2 separate regions of the Rattus norvegicus genome follow, and region 2 is linked to region 1. A link is a contact called in public Hi-C data. All regions are on one chromosome and are shown on one strand. Each heading gives the region's core, a stretch centred on a gene start, on an enhancer-like site or on the middle of the called end of the contact. The rest is flanking DNA. Distances are from core to core; before and after follow the strand shown.

Region 1 (7,685 bases), core at 2,267-4,766:
ATGGTCTAATTGGAGTGGCCATGCACAGGGAGGATATTCTACCCTTACACTGGTATAGTCAGCTGCTATCACAGAAAGGACGTGGGAGGCCTGCCCTGTCCCTGACAGATGCCACACTGACATTAAGTCACGGTTAATAACACTGTTCAGGAGCGGACTTCCTGACGTGGGCTGTAATCTTGACCTTGCAGCAGCACTGGCTAGTCTGGCCTGCATCTCTTGGTGTCCACCCCGTTTGGGGCTGATGGAGGATGCTGTCAGTCCCCCTTGGCAGGGAATTCCTAGAGCCCTGGACAAGATGTGGAGGGGCAGGGCTGGCAGCTACTGTGGAGGTGTTGGCAGGATCTGTTCATCCACAGGGCCTTGGAAGACACCGCAGATGACACTGGTGAGCTGGTAGAAGAGCGGCCCCCGTTCCCAGCCGCAACAGCCCCTCTAGCCCAGCCTGAGAGGGGCAGCCTGGGCAGCTTGGACCGAGTAGTGCGGCGCTCACCCTCAGTAGACAGCACCCGCAAGGAGCCGCGCTGGAGGGACCCTGAGCTGCCCGAGGTGCTGGCCATGCTGCGGCACCCCGTGGACCCTGTGAAAGCCAACGCCGCAGCCTACCTGCAGCACCTCTGCTTTGAGAACGAGGGCATCAAGCGTCGGGTGCGGCAGCTGCGTGGGCTGCCCCTACTCGTGGCGTTACTAGATCACCCTCGGGCTGAGGTGCGCCGCCGGGCCTGCGGGGCACTGCGCAACCTCTCCTATGGCCGCGATGCCGACAACAAGGCTGCCATCCGGGACTGCGGGGGCGTGCCAGCCCTGGTGCGCCTGCTGCGGGCTGCCCGTGACAATGAGGTCCGTGAGCTGGTCACTGGTGAGTGGGCCCTGGCCGTGGCTGACATGAACATGGCTCAGTCGGAAGTTGGGAGAACAGGAGTGTAGTAGGCCCATGTGCTGGGATGGGTCCCCAACTCTCGCAACCGTAGAGTTGCTGGCACCAGACCCTGCCTCCCTGGTTCCTAACCTGTGCAAATGCCGGGGTAGAGCTTGTGCCTTGGAGAACTTGGGAGCCACAGGACGGTCTCTCCATGGTCCTGTGGTCTCAGGAGCATGTGCCAGTCCATCTACTCGAGTAGCAGGGAATGGATGGGATAAACTATCACTGGTCACACCTCTCCTATAACTTTTCCTTGTTAGCGGAAAGCTCCTACTAAGTGCTGCCTATACACCTTGCTGTATGGGGTCCAGAACCTCTTACAGCTTTCAGTGCTCCTTATGTGAACGGAGTGTCACTCAGTGGAACTGCTTGCCTAACATGTGCAAAGGTGCCATCTTTGGGACAACTTCCCAACCCCGACCTCACCCCTACCCCTCACAAAAACAGCAGCAATTATGCTAGCTTCGAGTGCTGGCTGGAAGACAAGGACGTTAAGCAGAAGCAGATCCTAAGTGTCATCCCTGGGGAGGCCGAGGCAGTGGGTCATGGCCAACATTATTGACTAGAGGCACATTACAGGCACACTCTGGAACCTGTCATCCTACGAGCCCCTGAAGATGGTCATCATTGACCACGGCTTACAGACTCTGACCCATGAGGTCATCGTGCCCCATTCTGGCTGGGAGCGAGAGCCTAATGAAGACTCGAAGCCCCGGGATGCCGAGTGGACGACAGTCTTTAAGAACACATCAGGCTGCCTGAGGTGTGGGCAGGGGCGGGGCATAGGCCATATCTGCAGGATGGCAGGAGCTGCCATGTTTCTGTCCCAGTTTGTCCAAAGTTAAGGAGTTCTCGAGCCACTTCCCAAGTCTCTGGGATTTCCAGTGGAGCTCTGTTCATACCCACACACACCTTGTGGATACAGGGATACAGGGATATCCACCCTGTATCCCTGAGATCCTGCCTGTCCGTCAGTTTTGTACCATTGTATCATAGATTCTGGCCTCTTGGGGCCCGTCTCCATCCTGTTCCGGTTCAGCTGGGAGCAGGGGGAGCTGCTTCCTCCCCAACAGTTACAAGGCTAAAAGCTCCACTGCCCGGGACAGACCATCACCTTCACTGCAGTCCAGCAGGGCCTGCTATAGGATAAAAATTCCTCTGACCTGTTGGGCTGGGGAATTTAGTGGGACAAAAATGGGAGGGGGGTCACTGGTGGTCCTGCTCCCTCCCACCCAGGAACGTGAGCTCAGATGGTGCAGAGGCCCGGCGGCGACTTCGTGAGTGCGAAGGGCTGGTGGACGCTCTCTTACATGCCCTGCAGTCAGCTGTGGGCAGGAAAGACACAGATAATAAGGTGGGTGAGGCAGATGGGGACCAGCCTGCCCTCCAAGTTCTCAGAGCCCAAGGGTCACAGGGAGCACCCCAGAATAGCACAGATGAGACGTCATAACTTTCTAGAACACACGGTCCCTCATATGGCTCAGGGCCCCTCCTAGCAGTTCTCCCCACTGAGGCTGACAGTGCTGATGGTGTTAAAGCCACAGCTTTACACAAGGGTCTGGGAAGCTCAGCAGCCCCCTTGTCCAGTGTTGCTGCTCAACCAGGCCACCTCTTCCCACAGTCAGTAGAGAACTGTGTGTGCATCATGCGGAACCTGTCCTACCACGTGCACAAGGAAGTTCCAGGGGCTGACAGGTACCAGGAGGTGGAGCCTGGGATCCCGGGCAGTGCTGCAACCTCCCAGCGTCGGAGGAAGGATGACGCCAGCTGCTTTGGTGGCAAGAAAGCGAAAGGTGGGTGGGTGAGGCTGAGATGTGTGTCTTTCCCACCACTTCCAGGGCTCAGGGCTCTCTATGTCCATGGCAGTGGTCCTGGAGTGCTGAAGTCAGTCCCCGTGGGCATACAGCAAGTGGGAAAGGTGCAGACTCAAGGCCTAGCCTTAGCCCTTTCCTGTGGGCCATGGATGCTAGTCACATCTGTCTACTCTGGGGAAGGATTCCGAGGGCCCACAAATGACACCACCTGACTGCCACAGAGCAGACTGGAAAGCACAGCCCTTTCCTTCACCTGGCCAGGTACCCTCAGCACTTGCAGGGTACAGGTTCAGGTACCTGCATCCCCCAGCTGCAGCAGTGGGACAGGTGCGCTGCATTCTCTTGTCCTGACCATAAGTCTTCCCTGTGCCTTATGGGTACTGAGTCCCCAGAGTTCCCGAGTGAGGTTGACAGTCTGCCAGCTTGGCCCTCGCATGGGTGGGAGTAGGAGTCATGGGAGGGTGCTGCTGCTGCTCAGGCTCATCTCCTCTCTCCTGTGCTTCTTCCGGCCGCCCAGAGGAGTGGTTCCATCAAGGTGAGTCCCTGTTCTGCTGTCCAGGTCTGGCAAGTGCTGTCCAGGTCTGGCAAGTGCTGTCCAGGTCTGGCAAGTGCAGTGGGCAGCAGAGTAACTCTGTTACCTAGGCTCAGGCAGTTATTTCCATGACAACTATGGGACAGCTGGGATGCCTTCCAGCCTTCAGGCCCTGCCCCACCCCCGTCCCCTGGAAGGGCAGCCATCTCCATGACAACTGCATAGCTGTGACAGAGGCTGGAATGTAGCCCTGGGCTGGTGGGGAGGCCCAGGGGCTGCTGCTTACAAAGTCAGAACAAGCTACCAAGCCAGCCCTGGGACAGAGCAAACAGTGGGCAGGGCCTAGAGAGTGGCCAGCACAGGGACCATCTGCCCCTCTGATGAAATGGGTGATGTGCAGCACAGAAGTACACAGGGTAAGCAGGGCAGGAGCACCAGGTCATCTGCAATGGTTTGCTGCCTGCTAGAGCTTCCTCAGCTGAAGAAGGGCCTGCAAGTACAAACTGGCTGCTGTAGGTTGGTCCACGATTGGTCCCCAAGGGGAAGTTTTCCCCTTGGATGTAAATTTTAGGCCCAGCCTTGTTGCACTGTTTCTGGCATGCTGCATTACTGTCCCTGATGAGAGGGAGGCTTAGGTACTCGGGACATGGTTAGGCTGTACCTCTGCTCCACTGCCACCCCTGTCCTGAGCCAGCCTGACTCCTCTGCGGGACGGTACATCTCTGTCGTGGTGTCTTAGTGTCCCCTTTGGGCTCTGAGCAGGAGAGGACTGTACCTGACTCTTGGTACACACTTGTCTGTCGTGGACTCTGCTTCTCAATGTGCCACCCTTCCGTTCCAGGGAAGAAGGATGCAGAGGCCGACCGGAACTTTGACACATTGGACCTGCCCAAACGTACTGAAGCTGCGAAAGGTGAGTGGATAGAAGCAGAGCTGGGGGGGCAGGCCCAGTGCTGGCCATTGAGTAGACCAGGAAGGCCTGGGGTTGGAGGGTCAGGTATCCAAAGAGACTGATCCATCAATGGGGCTTCCTAGAGAACGGCCCAGGCTTGGCAACTCCCAGGTTTAGTCGGTGTACAGGTTGTTTCAGGTAAGCTCTTTCATGGTCGCACAGCAAGTGAGAGAGAGGTACATGGGTTAGAGATACTGTGTTACCAAGCCGTGCTACTTCAAAGGGCCATGACCCAGGGGCCAGGGTGTGAGAATGGACACCTGCAGCCCAGGGTGGGTCACCCCTGCTGTCTGTTAACTCTGCTGGGTTTCCAGTATCCACTGACATTGTGCAAGGCATCGTAGACTAGCCTTAGTGAGAGAATGCCCTACTGGGGCCCAGCCTGGCCCAGGACTACTAGAAGAACCCAGATACCCCTAACTGGGGCAGGCTGAAGGCACATTAGCTCTTACCCATGAGGCCTTGTGCTGGGCACCATCTTTGCTGCGGGGCTGGGCCTCAGTCACTGGGGAGCTGGAAGTGGACATCGGCTACAGTCTTGTTACTTACTCATGAGGGTGGGGTGGTCTGAATGGGGTAGGTAAACCATGTTTCTAGGGGTGCTGCCCAGGTCACATCCAGGGAAGGTGTGTTCTGTTGCTAGTAGCCTAGTGTCCATCTCACTCTACCTTTCTCCTGGACATGCGTTCAGGTGATCCCAATCCCATCTCCACAGGCAGGGTTAAGGGAGACCCTCATCTTCCTGCTTTGCCTCCTGGCTCACCATACGTTTGTCTGTCTGAATGGGGACATTAATTGATGTTAAACATGACTTCAGTGTCAGTCCCAGGGAGCTCTACCTTGCTCCAGAACAATGAATAAGAAGGGTCTGGAGGTGGGGCAAGGACTTTCACCATGACTCTGGGCTGCCATTGCCCTGTATCTAGGCTTCGAGCTGCTGTACCAGCCGGAGGTGGTGCGACTTTACCTGTCACTCCTTACGGAGAGCCGGAACTTCAACACCCTAGAAGCTGCAGCGGGTGCCCTGCAGAACCTCAGTGCTGGCAACTGGATGGTGAGGAGCCAGGTTGGCGGGGAGGGTGAGACCTGGGCGGAGGGAGTCCAGGTACCCCGGTGGTTCCGCCTCAAGCCCTCACATCCACCTGGGCAAGAGGGAGAAGAGCACACAGCATATCCTCAGGGCCGGGAGGCGCTGAGCATTGTGTTGTCATCAGCGCGGTTGGCTGTAGGTGCTGTGCAAGGCAGCCCCGCTCTGAGCAGTCGCCATCTCTGCTACCCTCACAGTGGGCCACGTATATCCGTGCCACAGTGCGCAAGGAACGTGGGCTGCCAGTGCTGGTGGAACTGCTACAGTCTGAGACCGACAAGGTGGTGCGTGCTGTGGCCATCGCACTGCGCAACCTGTCACTAGACCAGCGGAACAAAGACCTCATCGGTGAGGATGCCGATGGGATTGAGCCAAGGGGTGGGCACTGGGAACAGGTTGTGGGAGGAGAGAGTTCAGGGGACCAGATCCCTCCCAGCTGCTAAGCTGTAGGAGCTGAGGTCTTCTTTTCCCAGCCCCTGGGACTCAGCAGAGGTTGTGGCTGGTGATATCCATTATCTGAATGCCAGTCCTTCCCACAGGGGTCGGGCAGAGGTATGTCCTGACGTCTGACCCTGCTTCTTAGGGAGCTACGCCATGACAGAGCTGGTTCGGAATGTTCGCAACGCACAGGCTCCTGCCCACCCCAGTGCCCACCTGGAGGAGGATACAGTGGTAGCTGTGCTCAACACCATCCATGAGATTGTGTCCGACAGCCTGGACAATGCTCGCTCCCTCCTGCAGGCCCGTGGTGTGCCTGCACTGGTGGCACTTGTGGCCTCCAGGTGGGTGAGGGCAGGGCCTGCTGAGGGCTGGGTGGTTTGGGGATGGAGGGAGACTGGATGCGCTAGGCCACTGACCCCAGCCCTGGCTGCTGCTGCTGTAGCCAGTCAGTGCGGGAGGCCAAGGCAGCATCACACGTGCTACAGACTGTGTGGAGCTACAAGGAGCTGCGTGGAGCCCTACAGAGGGACGGCTGGACGAAAGCACACTTCCAGGTACAGCTGCCCCGCCTTATCTCTCACTTTGCTATGTCTGACTCTGAGCAGGAGTGTCTTGGGCCTCACCTCTTCTTTGTGTTTTGTGCCTTCTTAGTCTGCTAGCACTGCCAAAGGACCCAAAGGGACACCAAATTCTGGAGGCTTTGATGACAGCACACTGCCACTGGTAGACAAGAACCTTGGTGAGCACAACAGGGGAGAGGGACATGAAACTTACCCTGAGGCTTAAGAGTAGCTCCCGTCTGCCAGTGCACAAGATAGGTGGGGTAAGGAGACAGGACAGACTCCTGACAGGACACCGAGCACTGTCCTAAGGCGAGCTTGTCTGCCCTGCCCTCCCCATGCCTGCTCACTGCTCACAGATACCTGCTCATGCCTTGCAGATGGGGAGAAGTCAACTACTCGGGATGTGATCCCCATGGATACCCTTGGTCCAGGTGAGTGCTGATATGTAGGTGCGACCTCGGGCAAGAGGACCGGGGAGGACCACCTGGTTTCATGGTGTGATCCTGGGCGATGCTGAGAAGGCCTTGCTATGATAAAATGTCAGCTGGAGAAGAGATAGGTGGTCGGTTTGGAGGCTTCAGGACTGGTTGGAGCTGGCACTTAGACCTGAAGTCCCCTGTCCCAGGGCTGAAGGAAGATCACCTATCCTCACGGTGACTTCCCCCGAATTCCACTTACTCCGTGCTCTGCTCTACCCTACAGATGGCTACAGCACAGTTGACCGGAGGGAGAGGAGGACACTGGGCAGCGACTCCATAGGCGACTCCTCTGAGAAGGAACTACTGAAAGTGAGTGACAAGAAGCAAGTACCCAGGGAGGCTTGACGTCTAGGGCTTGTCAAGAGGATAGCCAGGTAGTACTGAGTATGACGAGGATTTGGGGACACGGCTGGAGTGGCACTCAGTTGCAGGGCCCAGGAAGTAACTCATACACACATCAATCAGACTTCAGCTGAGGGGTCTGGTGCCTGCACCTGCCGCAAAGGAGTGGACAGGGGCGGCTCTGCCTGGCTACAGGCTGCATAGGCCCAGAGGGTGAGCAAACACATTTGTGCCCTTCTCTTACATGTGTATGGGCAGCCTGTCTACTGTGGTCCCCTGGAAAAGGCAGCATATGCCACCTGTGTGCCAGTATCCTGGCTTCATGTACCAGCCTCTGGGTTTATCTGTGTTGTGCCACCCCATACTATTGTGAACCATAACCAATCCCAGAGCTTGGCCTCCTTGTACACGCCAACCAGCCTAAACCAGCCTAGCCTACCCTTCACTGCAGTTAACCTGCTTTTTTTTTTCTGCTTCTAACTCCTATCTGCCCACCTACCATGCACTGCAGCCGGACCTTGGCAGGAAGGCCCCTCCGCCTGGGCCCAGCAGG
Region 2 (7,685 bases), core at 2,025-4,524, 110 kb before region 1:
GAATGCACACGCTTACATGAACACTGCCACATTATGCACATGCCATGCACATGCCATGCACACTGTTACAGGTACAGATATACATACATACATACAACCATGCCCATGGGTGACAGCTTGGTTGCACCTACAGTAACTCTTATTCTTAAGACTCCAGAGAGGAAAAGAGGACAGAAAACATCAACTGTATAAGCAGCTTACAGTAAAAGGATTGAGTGGCGTGGTTATGCCTTGCTGAAGGTACAACATAAAAGTCAGAGGTTTGTTTAGGTTAAATTAAACCATTTAAAAACTCACAGTCTACTCTGAAAGGTGCTACCACAAACAAGAGATAATGACACCATGGCCTACACACAGCAGAAGGTCAAACTATACTATCACTTTCTTTCCTATAACTGACAATGGCCTAACAGTTTTTTAATTCAGTAGAAATGTAACAAAATACCTCTCCAAATGTTCCCATCAAAGGTGCTTATGAATGACTAAGAGCAGCAATCACTAAGGAGCCAAAGTCTCCTGGCAACCAAGGACCACTGCAGAGGACAGACTGGTCAGCATACTTAATCCTAACAGTCCACGAGTAAGACCAGAACAGTGCCCGGTAGGTGCTTGCAGGGACCTCAGCAAGTCAAACCTGCGGTTTCTGAGGTAGACTATGCGAATAGTAAGAACACTCAGTAGACAGAGGTTGGAGTGGTAGATAGGGAAGCATACTGCATGTTAAAAGCAGTGGGCCAGTGAGGAACTATAAAGGATGAAGACAATAAATGAAGACATTGATAAGTGTTAAAGCAGGAGAAGCTTTTTAAAAAATCATAGGTGGGGACCCTGAGGCCCTAGAAAAGGAAAGCAGACATCTTGCAGAAGCAGGCAAACTGTCTAGCTCTTGAACTCAGCGACAGGCAGTCCTAGGTACGTTTCTTACCTCCCCTCTGAAAGCTTATTCATTTATCAACTATTTGCTGAATGCCTTCCTTCCAAAAGGCACACACATCATTTATGTGTGTTAAGCACAAAGCAGACAAAACACTTGCCCCACAGAGCAATTACACTTCCCCCACAGAGCATATCAGTGTGAGAGATGGATAATAACAAGAAAAGTATCTATGATGTCACATGCTGACAAATATTCTATTAAAACAAAGCAAGGAAAAAAGCTAGGAAGCAGCTTCCAAAAGATTATACAAGGTTCTACAGCCAGCATCCACCTAAAGATGAAACAGATGGAGCCAGGTGGCTACAAGGGTAAAAGGAGGGTAGAAGACACTCGAAGGAAAAGCAAAGACCCTGGGGCAGAGCCATGGTGTGGCCAAGCTAGGGACAGTATGCTGAGTGAAACCGACAGGCCTGGGCAACAAGCATTAAGATTTTACATGTTTATCTTGAATAACAGGATACTGCACAGAAGGGGTCAAAACAGTGGGATCACTGATCCATGGGTAACAATGGCAGCCAACCCAGACACAGGCCCTGCTGTAAGGATTTTATGCAACTTACTAAGCACTGTGACAGAAAGGTTAAACAACCTGCTCAAGGTTACAAAGCTAGGAAGTGGTACAGCTGCTTTGCCACCCAAACAAACAGGCCTGAGTCTATACTACCTCAGTTTTATAACATCATACAATTTAAAGAATCACTCTGGGTCCAGAAAAACTAAGAGGGTAAGAGAGGGGATCAAATCAGAGGAAGAATTAAAGGGCTCACAGGGAGCTTGGACAAGGACTTTAGGTTGCAGTTTCTTAGCAATGGTCTACTGTTGGAAACAGGTGGCAAGGCTTCCTAAGAGATGCATGCAGGCCTAAGAGAAGCACCAAGGTGACTTTAGACAGCCATATGGACGGTTCTGGCATGGACTGTGGCTATATCTTAGCTTGGGTCAAACTATTTGGTATCAAAATGAAATGGACAACTAGAAGCAGGAGGTTGGAGATCAGAAGGGAGGGCAGCATTGAAGATAGTGTCATGGAAGATGTCAGAGGAAACTGATATGCCAACTACAAGAGATCACATGGGAGGGGAATGATGACAAGAGAAGGCCAAAACTGGGCAAACCAGTCAAAATCATGTTTCTCAGAAAGTAAAATTCAGACAGCAACTGTGAACTGCCCGCTTCACAACATGCCTGGCAATGCAGGTCAAAGGGTAGCCCTCCTGCCCATCAACCTCACTATTCTTCAGCCAACTGGACCTATGGATGCGGATCTTGATTTGCCAATTAGACTGTGAGCAAGTCAAACCCACAGCTGGCTGCCCTGGACCCTGGCACAGGGTTACCCAACCCATCTGAACAACTCCTACACGGCCAGTGCTACAGCTGCAGCCTCCTGATCAACCCAAAGGCAGTATGACCTCATCAATTCCTTTGTCACCCGGCAAATCCTATTCTAAACTGACAGGCCGCTCTCACTTGACCAGCCTTTCACTCCCTTCAATTAGTGATGGTTTACAGTGGGAACTGAGCCACTTCCAAATCTGGGAGTCTAGTTTGAGCCAGCAGACAGTGGGCACCCTAATAGTGATTGGCATACAAGAGTCAACAACCCTACACAGGACATCTCTGCATCCAGCAAGGAGGTACATGCAAGCATGCAAGATGGCAAATCAAATTCCTACCACGAGCAACCCAAATCCACTGGATGATACTACTTGACAGGTACCGCTGTCAACAGGTTGCCACTTCCCATTTATTTCTACAACGTTCTTTGTTACTGTAAAACCACATTCTGATAAGCTATCTGACACTTCATCCACGGGTTATTTGGTGGAAACTTGGGAGGTTTCTCGGCTATTCCAAACAGACAAAACAGGCAGACTTTAGGGTGTGAGGTGTCCCTGCCCACACCTCTCCCGCCAGAAGGCGAGGTGATGGCTTCAGGCCCACCGCCCAAGGGGCTTCGTTACCAGACCGACAGCACCCTACGTCCGTGATGCCTGGGCTCCGGGCCCGGCCCCCACTGCACAAAGGCCGAGACTCCGCGTGGCCCAGCCCGCCTAGAGCGCCGCGCCCCGCCCCGCCCCGAGCCCCGGCCTGTGGCCTCGCCCGGGAAGGGGGGTGGAAGGAAGGAAGGAAAGGGCGCAGCCTCTCCAGGCCGCAGCGCCCGCCGCCTGCGGGGCGCCCATCGCGCCCCGCACCTACCTGTGGCGCCCGCGACCTGCCCGAGCCGCCCGCAGCCCGACCACAGTCGGCCGACCCTCACCGCCCCGGCGCCGCCGCAACCCGCGAAGGCCTTTGCAAGCTCTCGGCTCTTGAGACCCGCTGCCGCGCGGGCGAGCGGAAGGCGGGCCTTGGCGGAGCGCGACCAATCCCGGCGCACGGCCGCCGCGTATTGGGGGAGCCGGGAGCGGGCTGAGGAAGCCGCCAATCGGCGGCGCGAGAAGCGCGCGGCCCAATTGTAAGGCGCTATGGAGGCCACGTGGGCGGGACCAGCCGCAAACCTTGCACAGCTAACGGCTGTCGCTCCGGGTGGGGCTGAGTTGCGGCCGCGGGGTGCGCCGGGAGAGAGGCGCGTAGAGGCTGCTGGGAGCCGGGGAGCGCGGGAGTGCGGGGAACGCTGGGAGCTGATCTGTGAGCCGGCCTCTGTAGCACTTTTGAGTTTTTGAATGGACCATCGAGCTCCAACTTTCGGTCGTCCCAAGGACTAAATTGGAGGTATACCCATCCCAGAAAGTCAACGGACAATATGCGCGATGCTGAGGACCGGAGTTTACTCGCAGTGTCGCCACACCTGGAAGGACAAAGGTCTAATGACTAGTTCCCTGTACTTACAGCATCCTCCGTGTCAAAAAGGGAATAGAAGCAGAGGCTAGTTGGGGATCTTATGGTCTGGGATGGACCTTAGATCGGCCTTGCAGACCTGTGTCAGAGACCATTAAGAGACTTAAGCTGTTCAAGACTGACCTGACACACCCGAGGTATCAGTATGTAAGACTTAGGAAAATTCTTTAGGACGGAAGTGAAATAGATGGACTCAGAAACAAAATGGAGTTAGCCAGGTCTGTTCCTGAGCCCTCCAAATCCCTGCCCACAAACCACTACTTCATTGCTATTGACCCGGGACTAAGGTGGAGCCAAGATATGTTAATTCTGTCCATAGTAATATCCAGAACCTCGAAAAGTCTCCTTTTGGTTCTCATTCAAGTCAATAAATGTAATAAAAAAATTATAGAAAACTGTCTTCTCTTGGCCAAACACTTTAGTAATTGCTGATGGACATGAAAAATCGTGGCTGCTAAAAACAGGACTAAAAGGTGAAATGTTGGGGAGCTCAAGATCTCAAGCACACTTGAGTTAATGCTAAAAGCACTGAGCTATATCCCTACTGTTGGGGAGACTGTCTGTTTTAATAAAGTTAAAACTTAAAAAAGTTTCTCCCCAAAATTCTTAGTTACTGCAAATGGCAAGCAGTAGCTTCACCATGGAAAAACCCTAAGACTCCATTTAAGAAGGGCCACCAGTTGGTTGGGGATTTAGCTCAGTGGTAGAGCGCTTGCCTAGAAAGCGTAAGGCCCTGGGTTCGGTCCCCAGCTCAAAAAAAAAGAAAGAAAGAAAGAAGGGCCACCAGCTGTAGGAGGCACAGAGATCTGTGTGTTTAAGATAAGCACGAAGGGACCCTAGATGTTGTTCCTTCAAGGGAAGGAATGCCAACCGAGGAGAGGGCAAAGAGAATCCGGGCAGAAATGGCAGGTTTGTTTTTTTTTTTTTTTTTTAATAGGAATCAGGAGCTAGGGGGAGAGAAGGGAAGCCATGGGCTGAAGAGATTTAGGTTAGGGGTGGGGGTGAAAAGAGCTGAGAGAAACTACAGGTACTAAGAGAGCCTGGAGACCTGTGGGTGCTTTGGTATGCTAGGAACCACAGCCCTTTATCCTGAGCTTCTTTTGGACCTGACAACCACCAGAGTCCTGAGTACCTTCAAACCTTTAGGAAAAGCCCAATACACACTGAGAAGAACTAACATGGGAATGAATGCTGGAGTCAGCACCTAATGGAGACCCGGATTCCCGGCAAGCATAGACAGGCTTTAGATTTCAGGAGTGGGAAATGGATCCAAGGAAGGAGGAAGCTATATTTGGAACTCCAGTAAGCCTTACTGTTCTTAGGTTTTAGATGTATGGGTATGAGTGTTTGCCCACAAGTATGAGTGTGCACTGGATGCCTACAGAGGTCAGAAGAGGAAATTGAATCCCCTAGAACTGGAATTAGTGTTTACAAGCCACCATGTGAGTACTGGGAACAGAAACTGGGCCCTCTGTAAGATGAGCTAAACCATTTCCCTAGCCCCCCACCGTTGATTTTCTGTTTGACAATTAGGATAGTGCAAATTGGTGAGCGCGTGCGCCCACCCTGTTGGCCAGGCCCAGCCTCATCTTCAACAACCACGGAAAGCTGAGGCTCTCCAAGTTCCACCAGCCCTATGTATTTGTGGAAACATTAGACAAATGTTTTGAAAGTGTCTGTGAACTGGATTTAATATTCCATGTAGACAAGGTTCATAATATTCTTGCAGAAATGGTGATGTGGGAATAGGAGACCAACATGAATGAGATCGTCACACAAGTTGATGCACAAAATAAACTGGAGAACTCTTAGGCTGGCTGAGTGGGAGCTCCATCTCGTGCGTATCAGCTATAAAGAATATGAATCTTACTGCCATCTCAAGAAATATGAACATTGGTAACATCAGTATAAAAGTGCCAAACCTGTCCTCTTTTAAATATTAAAGAGGCCATTCCCAGGTAAAACCCAGAGGAAAAGTCATCTAAGTTTACCATACAATATTTACCAAAAGTAGAGGTGGGGAGTCTTAACTTTGCTCTTGGATTTAAGTCAAGGTACTGTATAGAAGCTGCATAAAATCAGTATGGAAGTTCGGTGTTGGCTTTTCTTGCTCAGTGATTTTAAAGAAATTGACTAGTTCCTGTGTGATTTTTTTTTCTTTTCTAAATTGCATATTGGCTATTACAGTATTTCAAAAAGTGAGATGTTTCTTTAATTAATGTATAACCCAAGACGTTGATGTTTTGTATGGATCACAAGTGCAGCATTCTCTTAATTCTTTCTGCTGTTTGTCACAGTTCTTATTTAAAGAACCAACTATGTATTGCATGAAAACATGACCTTTCTTTGGTTTAAATAAACTCCAAGGTAACTGGGGGAAAAAAAAGAATGCAAATTACAAGCATTTGTAAATAGGAAGAACTCTAGCTAAAGATACCTTGGCTTTATATTTCCTCCAGTGAGGACCATTCGTTACTGCTGATTTTTTTCCCTGCATGGTAATCTAGAAGTCCAAGCAATAAAACTAAGGATAATAAGTGATCAGTCAGCTTTAAGTGGAATTTAAATTCATTTAAGAGAAAAAATAAGCCAAGCATTGTGGCAGCCTCATCTCTGTGAGTCTGAGGCCAGCCAAAGCTACATGAGACCCTGTCTCAAATAAATAAATAAAAATAAATCAGTGAAAAAGAAAGCGAGAAAATGAAGTGGGCAGTGGTGGAAGCCCACACCTTTATTCACGGCACTCAGGAGGCAGAGGCAGGTGGATCTCTGATTTCGAGACCAGCCTGGTCTTCAAATTTAGTCCAGGACAGCCAGGGATACACAGAGAAACCTTGTCACAAAGACAGCAACAAAAACAATCTGAGAATTTTTTTAAACTTTCAGAATCAAGATATTCAAGGTCAGGGTATTAACAAAATTTTAGAGATGGTGTCAGAAGATAAATTCTAAAAATCTTTCTTAGCCCGCTGCCCATCTGTCTCTGCCCAAAAGGCGTCAGCTTATCCTCCTCCATCACTCTCTTCTCTCATAATCCTCAAACAAAACAAAATCCTATGTCGGGCTGGAGAGATGACTCTGGTTAAGAGCCCCGACTGCTCTTCCAAAGGACCTGAGTTCAATTCCCAGCAACCACATGGTGGCTCACAACCATCTGTAATGGGATCTGATGCCCTCTTCTGGTGTCAAAGACAGTGACAGTGTACTCACATACATGGAATAAATAAATAAATCTTTTTTAAAAAAATCGTATGTCAGGGCTGGGGATTTAGCTCAGTGGTAGAGCGCTTACCTAGGAAGCGCAAGGCCCTGGATTCGGTCCCCAGCTCCGAAAAAAAGAACCAAAAAAAAAAAAAAATCGTATGTCAAAGGAAAAGATTACTTTGGCCATTTTAAAAAAAAAAAAAAAACACTAGAGAGAACCTGATATTGTCTATATTCTCTAGGGGAAATCTGGGTTAAAGCCATTGGTTACAGGGTTTTCTGAGTCGTCAAGGCTCTGGGACTTGCTAACCATCTTGGATCTCTCACAAAGCAGTTTTCTGACTTAGTTTAGGAATTTCCATTTCTGAGGGCAGCTCTCTCTGCTGACTAGCTCTAGAATAGGGAAAGATGTGAACCTGAAGTCTACGGAACAAGATTCACCTTCTGACTCTCTTTAAAAGAGATTTATTTTATGTGTAAAAGTGCATTATATGCATGAATGTATCTGTGCACAGAAAATGGTCAGAAGAGTTCACAGGTTCTCTAAAACTAGAATTACAGACAGTTGTTAGCCACCGAGTATGTTCCGGGAACTGAACCTGGGTACTCTGCAAGGGCAACTAGTAGTCTTATCTACTGTATCAAAAACTGGTTATGCAAAGGTTTTTAACTTAGCCAGGCTTAACAATGTCGAAGATATTAGGAC

Evidence for each region. A called contact is a pair of places that touch in the nucleus more often than the background predicts.
Region 2: a contact with region 1 is called in a Hi-C map of Schwann cells, with 2.5 times the contacts expected there. The contact joins the promoter of Dgcr8 here to the enhancer-like site in region 1. A contact is called at or near these places in 4 of 12 Hi-C or Micro-C datasets (the A7r5 cell line, the Rat2 cell line, Schwann cells and 1 more).

What each region holds. Positions count from the first base shown.
Region 1 is chr11:96,093,537-96,101,221 of GRCr8, reverse strand. It overlaps Arvcf (ARVCF, delta catenin family member), which reads left to right. Exons shown (of 18, transcript NM_001131013.2): 6 at 360-859; 7 at 1,502-1,685; 8 at 2,159-2,276; 9 at 2,544-2,715; 10 at 4,110-4,181; 11 at 5,147-5,274; 12 at 5,505-5,655; 13 at 5,891-6,089; 14 at 6,191-6,302; 15 at 6,400-6,487; 16 at 6,689-6,742; 17 at 7,014-7,099. Among named protein-coding and RNA genes, the nearest start is that of Txnrd2, 25 kb to the right of the region's middle. Within about 2 kb of position 3,516, at least 30 of the 93 cell types and tissues checked have an H3K27ac peak or open chromatin away from gene starts, as enhancers often do. A contact at or near this core is called in Schwann cells, where this site is marked.
Region 2 is chr11:96,204,627-96,212,311 of GRCr8, reverse strand. It overlaps Dgcr8 (DGCR8 microprocessor complex subunit), which reads right to left and starts at 3,274. Exons shown (of 15, transcript NM_001105865.1): 1 at 3,137-3,274. It also overlaps the pseudogene LOC134480935.